Regions from separate parts of the Sus scrofa genome. Here region 2 is linked to region 1. A link is a contact called in public HiChIP or PLAC-seq data. All regions are on one chromosome and are shown on one strand. Each heading gives the region's core, a stretch centred on a gene start, on an enhancer-like site or on the middle of the called end of the contact. The rest is flanking DNA. Distances are from core to core; before and after follow the strand shown.

Region 1 (4,113 bases), core at 1,196-3,695:
CTTTCAACTATGGCCCACACCCCGCCCCCTCCACACGACTCCCCGCCGCCACACCTCCGCCAACTCCTACTTGCCCTCCAGACCTAGTTCATCCCCTCACTGACAGAACCAAGTACTGGAGAAGCTCTAGGAACCCTCGGGTTCAGGGCTGGAGTGTGCCTTTGGGGGCGGTAACCTCTCTCTGGGTCCAGTTTTCTTAAAGAACCGCGAGTAGAATTTCTAAGTCGGAGGCGGCTTGCTCACGATCTGCGGGGCATCTGCGCCCTCTGGTGGCATGAGAATGCACTGCCTCTCCAACCCACCCTCTACCTTGGCCATCCCCTTTAAGTCTGGCTTAGGCCAGGTGGGCTGCCCCATCCCCACCCCCGCCCCCGCCCCACCACTGCTCAGCATCCCAACGGGCCTCAGCTAGGAGGCCTCAGCACCCCAACGGGGGGCATCTATAACCAGTCACGGCCAGCCAGTGATAGGGGGCAGGACAGGCCGGAAGAGAGAGGTAGAGGCTGTCCACTCAGTGATCAGCCTGAGGGACTGCCTGGAAGAGGGGGCTCTGGGACTGAAATAAGAGGTTGAGACCTTTTCTCAGGTCTAAGAGGAGCCTAAAAGGAGGCGAAGAGACCATAAGCCCAGGAGGGGATGGGCAATGAAGGGGAGATGGGAAGGCTCCTACTGAGTCAGGGCCCTCAGTCCAGTTCACAGCTGGGTCCCCAGAGGCCCAGAGACAGGCAGGGCCCCATGAGGGGTCACACAGCAGCTCCACAAACTTCACCCCTCCAGTATCTTAAGAAAGCCACCAGTAAGTGAGACCAGCCCCAATTTCGCTCGAGTCACAGGGAAAGGGAAGTGCCTACAGGGCCCCTTCCTGCCTCACCCCATGCTGGCTACACCTCAGTTTCCACAGCTGGTCAGCACACCTGGGGGCTGCTGGGACAAGGCTGCAAACCTGCATGCAAAGCATCTGGTGTGTACAGTGCCGGAAAAAAAAAAACAAAAAACAAAAAAAACAAAAAAACGGGTGTGTGGTGGGTACTGCAGGCAGGGAGCCAAGCCTGAGCTGCTTCCTGCCTCCACCCATTTTGCCAGTGGGTACGGTGAGGTCTGCCTTCCCTGAGAGGAGGTGGTCAGGGCAGCCCAGAGAGTCTAGCATCTTCCTCAGCCACACAGTACCATATTGTGACACAGACTTACTCCTTCTGTGGCCCCTGTTCTGCTCCTGACTGGCTGTACAGCCTGAGGGTTGGGATCTCAGGTTCAGGGCAAGGGAAGGCCATGTCCAAGACCTAAGACTGCCAGCCCAAGTCTCCTCCCTGCCTAGGATACAGTCCTACCCTCTCATGTGCAAACACCACCAGAACCCCCAACCCTGTGAAGAGCCCTTCCTTCAAACACTGGGAAAGAGCACTGACAGTACATGAGACAGGGCCCTTCTTTGGGAATCAGAGGTCCCAGGCCTGGGGCTAACGTGGCATCTTGTGATCCAGAAAGGATTTCCCAGCTCCACCCAGGGATTCACCCAGACTCCCATTTAGTGCGTGTGTGGTGGAGGGTGAGGGGGTGGGGTGTCTCCACTGCAAACCTCTAAGTCGAGGTTGTCCGGCTCTGAATGGGGTGCACCCAGATCCTGGGAGGGATTCCTGGGAAAGAGGGTTTAGGAAGTGGGTAGGTGCGTGGATGTCCCGGTAGGAAGGTCCACACCCCGGGGAAGAGGTCTCCACTTCATGAGGAGGATCACCCAACTGCACAGCCTCTAAGTCGAAAGGCTGGCTCCGGAGAGGGGGGCCCACTCCTCGGAAGAAGGTCCCGGGGTATCTTGGCTTGGGGGTGGGGGTTGGAGGGGCTCACCTCGGAGGAGCAGCTGCCGCCGCCGCAAGTACGTCTCGGCAGCCGCGTAGTCGCTGGACACGGCGTTTATACCCACGCTTCGGCCCTCGAGCCAGTGCGTGGCCGCCCAGCCGCGGGCCGCCACCTCGAGCGCTCGCACCCGCAGCGGCGCGGCCGCCTCCAGCAGCACCCGGCCGCACAGCCGCTCCCCGCCGCGGTACGCGCCGCCCGGGCCCCGCGCCAGCTCCAGAACGAAGCTGCGCACGCCCCCCGGGCGCATGGCGCGGGCCGGGGCCCACGGCGGGGAGGACGCGCCCGGCGGGGGCCCGTCGGGCCCGCGGAGGCCGGGCGCGCCGCTGGGGAGCGTCTGCAGGCCTCCCAGGTCTCAGCGCTGGTCCTTGCCGCCGCCGCCTCCGGGTGCCCCCCAAGCTTTCTCCTCCTTCTACGAACTTGTGCGGGCGCCGCCGGCCGGCGCGGAGTTGGCTGACTTCCTGATTCTCCGCGTCCGCCTCGTGACGCGCCCGGGCCTCAGGGGACCTGCCGCCGGCGTGCTGGCGCGGCTGACTTTGCTACCCCTCAGCGCCGGGCGGGCCCTGCTTTCGCAGGGTAGGCGCTGTTGAGTCAGAGGCGGGCGGGGGCGGATGTGGATGGCGTGGTGCTACCCGGCTGTCTTGTGTTCTCATTCGTCCCCTACCCGGCACCTTTGGACCGGGCGCCGCCCCAGCCTCCTCCCTGGTCTCCCTGCCACCATCTGGTTGTTCCCCAGACACACCAAACTCGGATCTTGGCTCTTGGCCTTTGCACTGGTTGTTTTGTTACTTGGAACGCCCTTCTCCAATGTACCCACCCTCGCCCAAATGTCACCTCCTCAGAGTCATGCTATGGGCTTATTTCTTTATGATTCTGGTCGCTGTGTTTGCAACTGCTGTGTGTTTACTGTGCTTCCTCCATCAGCCTGAGTGCTCCCAGGGGTGAGCCTTGTGCCCTATTCTCTGGCACCTGATCTTACAGAAGAAACTGAGGCTCCCAGAAGGGCAACCACTGGCCAGAAGCACCCAGCGGTGGCACAGTCTGGCTTGAACCCATGTCTGACCACTCACCACTGACACCTCCCCAGACACTCTTACTCTTGGGCCCATCCTATCATCCCCAAACAGATGGCCCCTGGCCTTATCAGAGGCTGCCAGCGCCTGGGCTCTCAGCTGGGCCCAGATTAGCCTCCCTCTCCACCCAGGGCCCAGCATCTGCCAAGTGCCTGGCACCCCAACCCGACTCCAGCATTCTGAGCCCAAGGCCTGAGGGGACCTGATTCTACTTGTTTGGAAACTTCCTCTCCATCCTACCCCAGGAGGTCCTCTCTCACCCCAGGATCACACCACTCTTCTCCCCATGGAGAGCCCTCCACCAATTCCTCTTGACCTGTAGAACCCCCAATTTAATCCCTGGCTCCCCATCTCCCTCATTCGGTAAGTGGCTTCACTTCTCTGAGTCTCCCGGTCCAATTATGGTCAGGTCCTGAAGACTGGATGGCCCTCCTTACTCATGTACTTACTGGAGCCTGGCTCATAGTGGGTGCTCCAGCAAAGCCAGATGGAAGGACCTCCCGATTATCTGCTGCCTCCTGCAGGCCAGGCCATGCCCTCCACTTATTTATTTATTTACTCATATTTTTTAGGGCCACACCCACGACATATGGAAGTTCCATATGGAGTCAAATTGGAGCTGCATCTGCCAGCCTATATACCACAGCCACAGCCACAGCAATGCCAGATCTGAGCTGTGGCTGCAACCTATGACGTGGCAATGCTGGATCCTTAACCCACTGAGCAAGGCCTGGGATTGAACCTGCATCCTCAGGGATGCTATTTGGGTTCTTAACCTACTAAGCCACAGGAAGAACTCCTGGGCCATGCCCTCTGGAGGGGCCTCCTACTGGGGCCAGGTGGGACTGATGTAGATGTCCTCAGGGAGTTGTCCCTGACTGAACTCAGGTCCAGGAGTCTGCCAGGCTAGGATAGTGATGGGATGGGCTCACTGTGACCCCCAAATCCTGTCTGGGCCCTGGGGTCGGATGTCCACCTCCCATGTTATGTGATTACGGGTGCGCCCCCAGCCACACACAACAGGCAGCAGCTGGGTGGGTCCTGCTTTATTTGGAACTGGCAAGGACCCCTCTCCTGGCTGCTCCACACCCACCAGGGGCCTAGGGAGAGCCAGGGGGCCGGGGGACTAGAGGAAGCTCCGGGCTCCTGCAGCTCCAGTCAGGGAGGAAGCGGTGGTCAGTGGCCCACC
Region 2 (4,397 bases), core at 404-2,903, 44 kb before region 1:
TCCCAGCCCACTGAGTGAGGCCAGGGATCAAACCTGAATCCTCAGGGATACTAGTCGGATTTGTTTCCACTGCGCCACAACGGGAACTCCCTGTTTTGTTTTTTTAATGGTCACACCTGCAGCTCATGGAAGTTCCCAGGTCATGGATTGAATCTGAGCCACAGCTGAAACCTATGCTGCACCTGGATCCTTTAACCCACTGTACCTCTGCAGCAACCCAAGCTGCTGCAGTCAGGTTCTTAATCCACTGTGTCATAGCGGGAACTCCCCAAGTAGGTTTTGATGTCTACTTTAGAGATGAGGAAACTGAGGCCCAGGGAGGCAGGCCCAGGGCAACTGGCAGTGAAAACAGAGCTGTGATGTGAACCTGGGTCTGTCAGACTCCCACACCCCATCCCCTAATCCATATGCTTGCTCCCCTTATAACCTAACGGAGATGAAAAAAATAAGTGAGAACAACGACTTATTCAGAACAATTAAAAAATAAGAACAGGATTTCCTGTGGTGGCACAGTGGTAACAAACCTGACTAGTATCCATGAGCACGTGGGTTTGATCCCTAGCCTTGCTCAGTGGGTGGGGGAATCTGGCATTGCGTGAGCTGTGGTGTAGGTTGCAGATGTGGCTCAGATCTGGTGTTGCTGTGGCTGTGGTGTAGGCTGGCAGCTACAGCTCCCATTCGACCCCTAGCCTAGGAACTTACATAAGCCTCAGATTCGGCTCTTAAAAAAAAAAAAGAAGAAGAAAAGGAAAAAGGAAGAACACACAGAAGCACTGACTGGTTTTCCTCCCCACCCCACCCCCAGGGTTGTAAGGCATCTGTGCCCGCCCCTGCCCACACCTTGTGCCAGCACTGCCGTTGAGTTCTCTGACAGCCAGGGGAAGCAGGTAAGGGCTCCTTTTCTAATTCCAGGTCCTGTTTATTGGGTCCATATTTGGGCCAGGGCTCTGAAGAGTAATGACCATGCATTAACTCATTTTATCCCCCCCCCAATTGATGTAAGGACTCCTAAAACCTGTCCTATTTTACATACAGACAACAGAAACCCAAAGGGGAGCCTTGTGTGTGTCATTTCCTAGTAGCAGAAACAGTGAAAGTAACTTCCACAAAAGAACCTGATAGAAAAATCCCGGGGTGCTGGGCTTCAGACATGGCTGGATCCAGGAACTAGGATTCCATCTCTCTGCAATGCCATCCTTCCCGCAGGCTCCTCTCCCAGGCAGTCTCAGCCTTCAGCCGGTGGAAGCAGGGTATCCGTTTTTCCCATTAACTGGGGCAAAATTCTCAGGGCCATCACTGATTGGCCCAGCTTGGGTCACATGCCCATTCCTGAGCCTATCACTGGAACCAGGGAGCTGGAGTGCTTTGATTGGCTGGGCCAGGATCAGAAGCCCATCCTAGAGCTGACGCGGGGCTCCTTCCCTGCCCAACCACATCAACTATGAGAAGAGGAAGGGGAATTTTCTGAAAAAAAATGGTGGCCGTTCCACTTGCTTTTTAAATTGGTCTCAGGTTTTTAAAGAATTTAGCCAGTGCGGCATAGGCCAGCAGCTTCAGCTCCAGTTTGACCCCTAGCCCAGGAACTTCCACATGCTTTGGGCTCCGCCCTAAAATGACAGAAAAAAAAAAGAAAGAAAGAAATATGGCCCCACCCACAGCCTTGACCCCGCCCTTCTTCTCCAGGTTTGGCAGTGGACCAGCCCAGCAGACTTCCCGGAGGAGGTGTCCCCCCAAGAAGCCCTGGTGGTGAACATGTCCTGGGACAAAGGCGAGGGGGTTGACCCAGACACACCTGGGCCTCTCAAGGAGAAGATGGAGCTGCCTCTGGATGCCCCTGAGCCGGCCCTAGACATGGAGCTGCCCTTGGAGCACAGGAGACAGGCGCAAGGACACCCTGAGCCTGGGACTCTGAGGTCTGGGTGGCACGGTGGTCTGGAGGGCAGCCCTGCCCAGACAGCTGGACTCCTGCTGCTCCTGGGAGATCTAAGGCAGACTCCCAGGTTTGGTTCCCAGGGAGAAAGGGGAACATCTGCCTCCTCTTACATAGAGGAAGACTGATGATTGCAATCACGATGGCTGGTTATTAAGCACTTACTGCATACCCAGCCTGTGCCGCCCAGACACTCATGTTATGCCCTGAATCCCCATAACTGCCTTGAGGTATGAGGCTGTCCTATTTACCTATTTCTCTGAGTCTCACCGAGGCTCAGAGAGGGTGAGTGAGTGCCTTGCCTATGGCTACACAGCAGGTGCATAAGTCGAACCTAGGCGGAGTGACTCCGACCCTGGCCACTGCTTCCATTCACACCTACTCTGTCCTGCTGTCACACATCCTGTGGTGGGAACCCTAGAAACCACCATGAAATGGAAGCTGCTACCCCAAGCCAGGGCCTGGCACCCATGGGGATAGACTAGAGGGAGGCTCAAAGGGGTTCATGGTGGTCCTGGGCTGGGCATCCTGTACCAGAAGCACTGGATGGGGAATCTGGGTGCACAGCGTCCTCGGCCACATCGCAGGGTCTCCAGGCTTGGAGGATCTAGGTTTAGGGAAAAGAAGTGGGGCTCAAAGCATTCTGAGGGAGGTGATAGCTCCTCCCTGGCCTCAGTCTCCTTCTCTGTAAAATGGGCCTGAGGATAATGTTGACCTCACAGAGATGGGGGAGATGTAAGGCTTAATAAATTTTTCCCCTGGAGTTCTCATTGTGGCTCAGCAGAAACGAATCCAACAGGAACCATGAGGTTGCGGGTTCGACCCCTGGCCTTGCTCAGTGGGTTAAGGATCTGGTGTTGCTGTGAGCAAGACACAGCTAGGATCCTACATTGCTGTGGCTGTGGCTGTGGCCAGCAGTTGTAGCTCCAATTCGACCCCAAGCAAGGGAACCTCCACATGCTGCAGGTGTAGCCCTAAAAAAAAAGAAAGAAAAAAAAGCAAATAAACCTTTCCCTTGACTGAAGCCTGAATGTGCTGCTCAACCCACCCACAACTCCCTGCCCCCCACCCCTGTAGGAGCCTGAAAATTAACTCATTTCATACACATTTACCAATCGCTGCCTTTGGGTGCCCTCAGGAGCACCCAATAGGAGGGAGACAAAACTGGATGATCACTCAGAATTCTGCGAAGTTAGGACTGGGAGGTGGGCATACGATGTCGAAGGGTAGGGGACTGGAAGAATGGACAGGCCCAGAGGGGGAGTGGGGCTGAGTCCCCTCATAGCAGGAGGCTTGGTTATCCCCCAGCCCCGCCCCTCCGCCCAAAGCTCAGGTAGGGACGTGGGGTTCTTCCCATGTCCTAACACACAACACCCCGCAGCAGGACCTCTGCCCCCCCAGATACACCCTGAATCCACGGGCTTCCTCTACCCGCCTCCCCCGACAGCCCTTCGTGCTTAAACGTGTTGTCTCGGATTCCTCCCGTGACCACCAGGTGGCAGCAGCGGCGCGTATCTCTCAGGCTCAGCCCGCCCAGCACCCTCCCACCTCCCAGGGAGTTTGCAAAACAGACTTTTCCGGTTTTAGATGAGGGCGGGGGATTAAAACCCAGAACCACGGAATTTTGTGGCGAAAGGCGATGAGAGTGAGGGATGTCTGGCAGGCAATAGGGCCGGAAGGCCCTTCCCCTTTGCGGGGGGGCGGCCCTCAGTTTCCCCATCTATGCATCTAGATGGGGAAACAAAAGACTTGGCCAGTGCCCCGGCTACAGTGGCTGCTCACTGTTCTGCGAGTGTTCCATCCCTTGGATTTGTCACCTCCCAGCTTTTGCTCAAGGCGTACCCTCCACCAGATAAGCCCTCCCTTGAGGATCAGCCCTCCTCATTCCTTAGGGCTGGGTGCCAGCCTGAGAAGGAGGCTTGGACAGTGGCAGGGCCCAAAGTAGACAGGAAGGAGGGAAAGGTGGATCAGTAGCCTTATAAGAAACACCAGAATTACCTGACCCCCAGGGGCCTAGAGCCACCCACCTCAAGTCCAGAATCCATCCCCACCCCGTCCCGCCCCTCCCCCACCAAACACATACACAGTGGAACCTCCAGAGAACCCGTGCTGATTGTCCCAGTCTTGGGCCCACCAGTAGCACAGGACCCAGTTGGGTGGCCATGGGAGTCAGCAAACCTACCCTCAGGCACAATCCCCTGGGTCCAAGGAGTAGTTCAATATTTGTGGAGCACCACTAGAAACACGATGAAATGAATGGGGAAAGTGGACACCTTGCTTCTACAGGTGGTGGGGAGTGGGGGCCGGGAGGCTGAGCCTGCCTGGGAGAGAAAGTTTCAGAGAGGACAGCAGCACAGATAATCCTAGTTCCTGGATCCAGCCATACCTGAAGCCCCTTAACCCTGTTTCTCTTTTTCTGAAGCATGCAGAAATTCCGGGCCAGAGATTAAACCTGTGACATAACCTG

Evidence for each region. HiChIP or PLAC-seq counts read pairs in DNA pulled down with a chosen protein or histone mark.
Region 2: a contact with region 1 is called in an H3K27ac HiChIP or PLAC-seq map of alveolar macrophages. The contact joins the enhancer-like site here to the promoter of ARRDC2 in region 1. A contact is called at or near these places in 3 of 5 promoter capture datasets (fetal liver, fetal skeletal muscle and liver), 34 of 47 Hi-C or Micro-C datasets (adipose tissue, alveolar macrophages, blood and 17 more) and 2 of 2 datasets of contacts at active chromatin or transcription factors (alveolar macrophages and skeletal muscle).

The regions. Positions count from the first base shown.
Region 1 is chr2:59,776,055-59,780,167 of Sscrofa11.1, forward strand. It overlaps ARRDC2 (arrestin domain-containing protein 2), which reads right to left and starts at 2,446. Exons shown (of 8, transcript XM_003123504.4): 1 at 1,843-2,446. The coding sequence starts at 2,101. KCNN1 (small conductance calcium-activated potassium channel protein 1) reads right to left here. Exons shown (of 12, transcript XM_005654901.3): 12 at 3,956-4,113.
Region 2 is chr2:59,733,333-59,737,729 of Sscrofa11.1, forward strand. It overlaps IL12RB1 (interleukin 12 receptor subunit beta 1), which reads left to right. Exons shown (of 16, transcript NM_001145986.1): 15 at 806-887; 16 at 1,684-2,680. The coding sequence ends at 2,058. Among named protein-coding and RNA genes, the nearest start is that of IL12RB1, 27 kb to the left of the region's middle. Within about 2 kb of position 1,654, at least 18 of the 83 cell types and tissues checked have an H3K27ac peak or open chromatin away from gene starts, as enhancers often do. A contact at or near this core is called in alveolar macrophages, fetal liver, liver and 2 more, where this site is marked.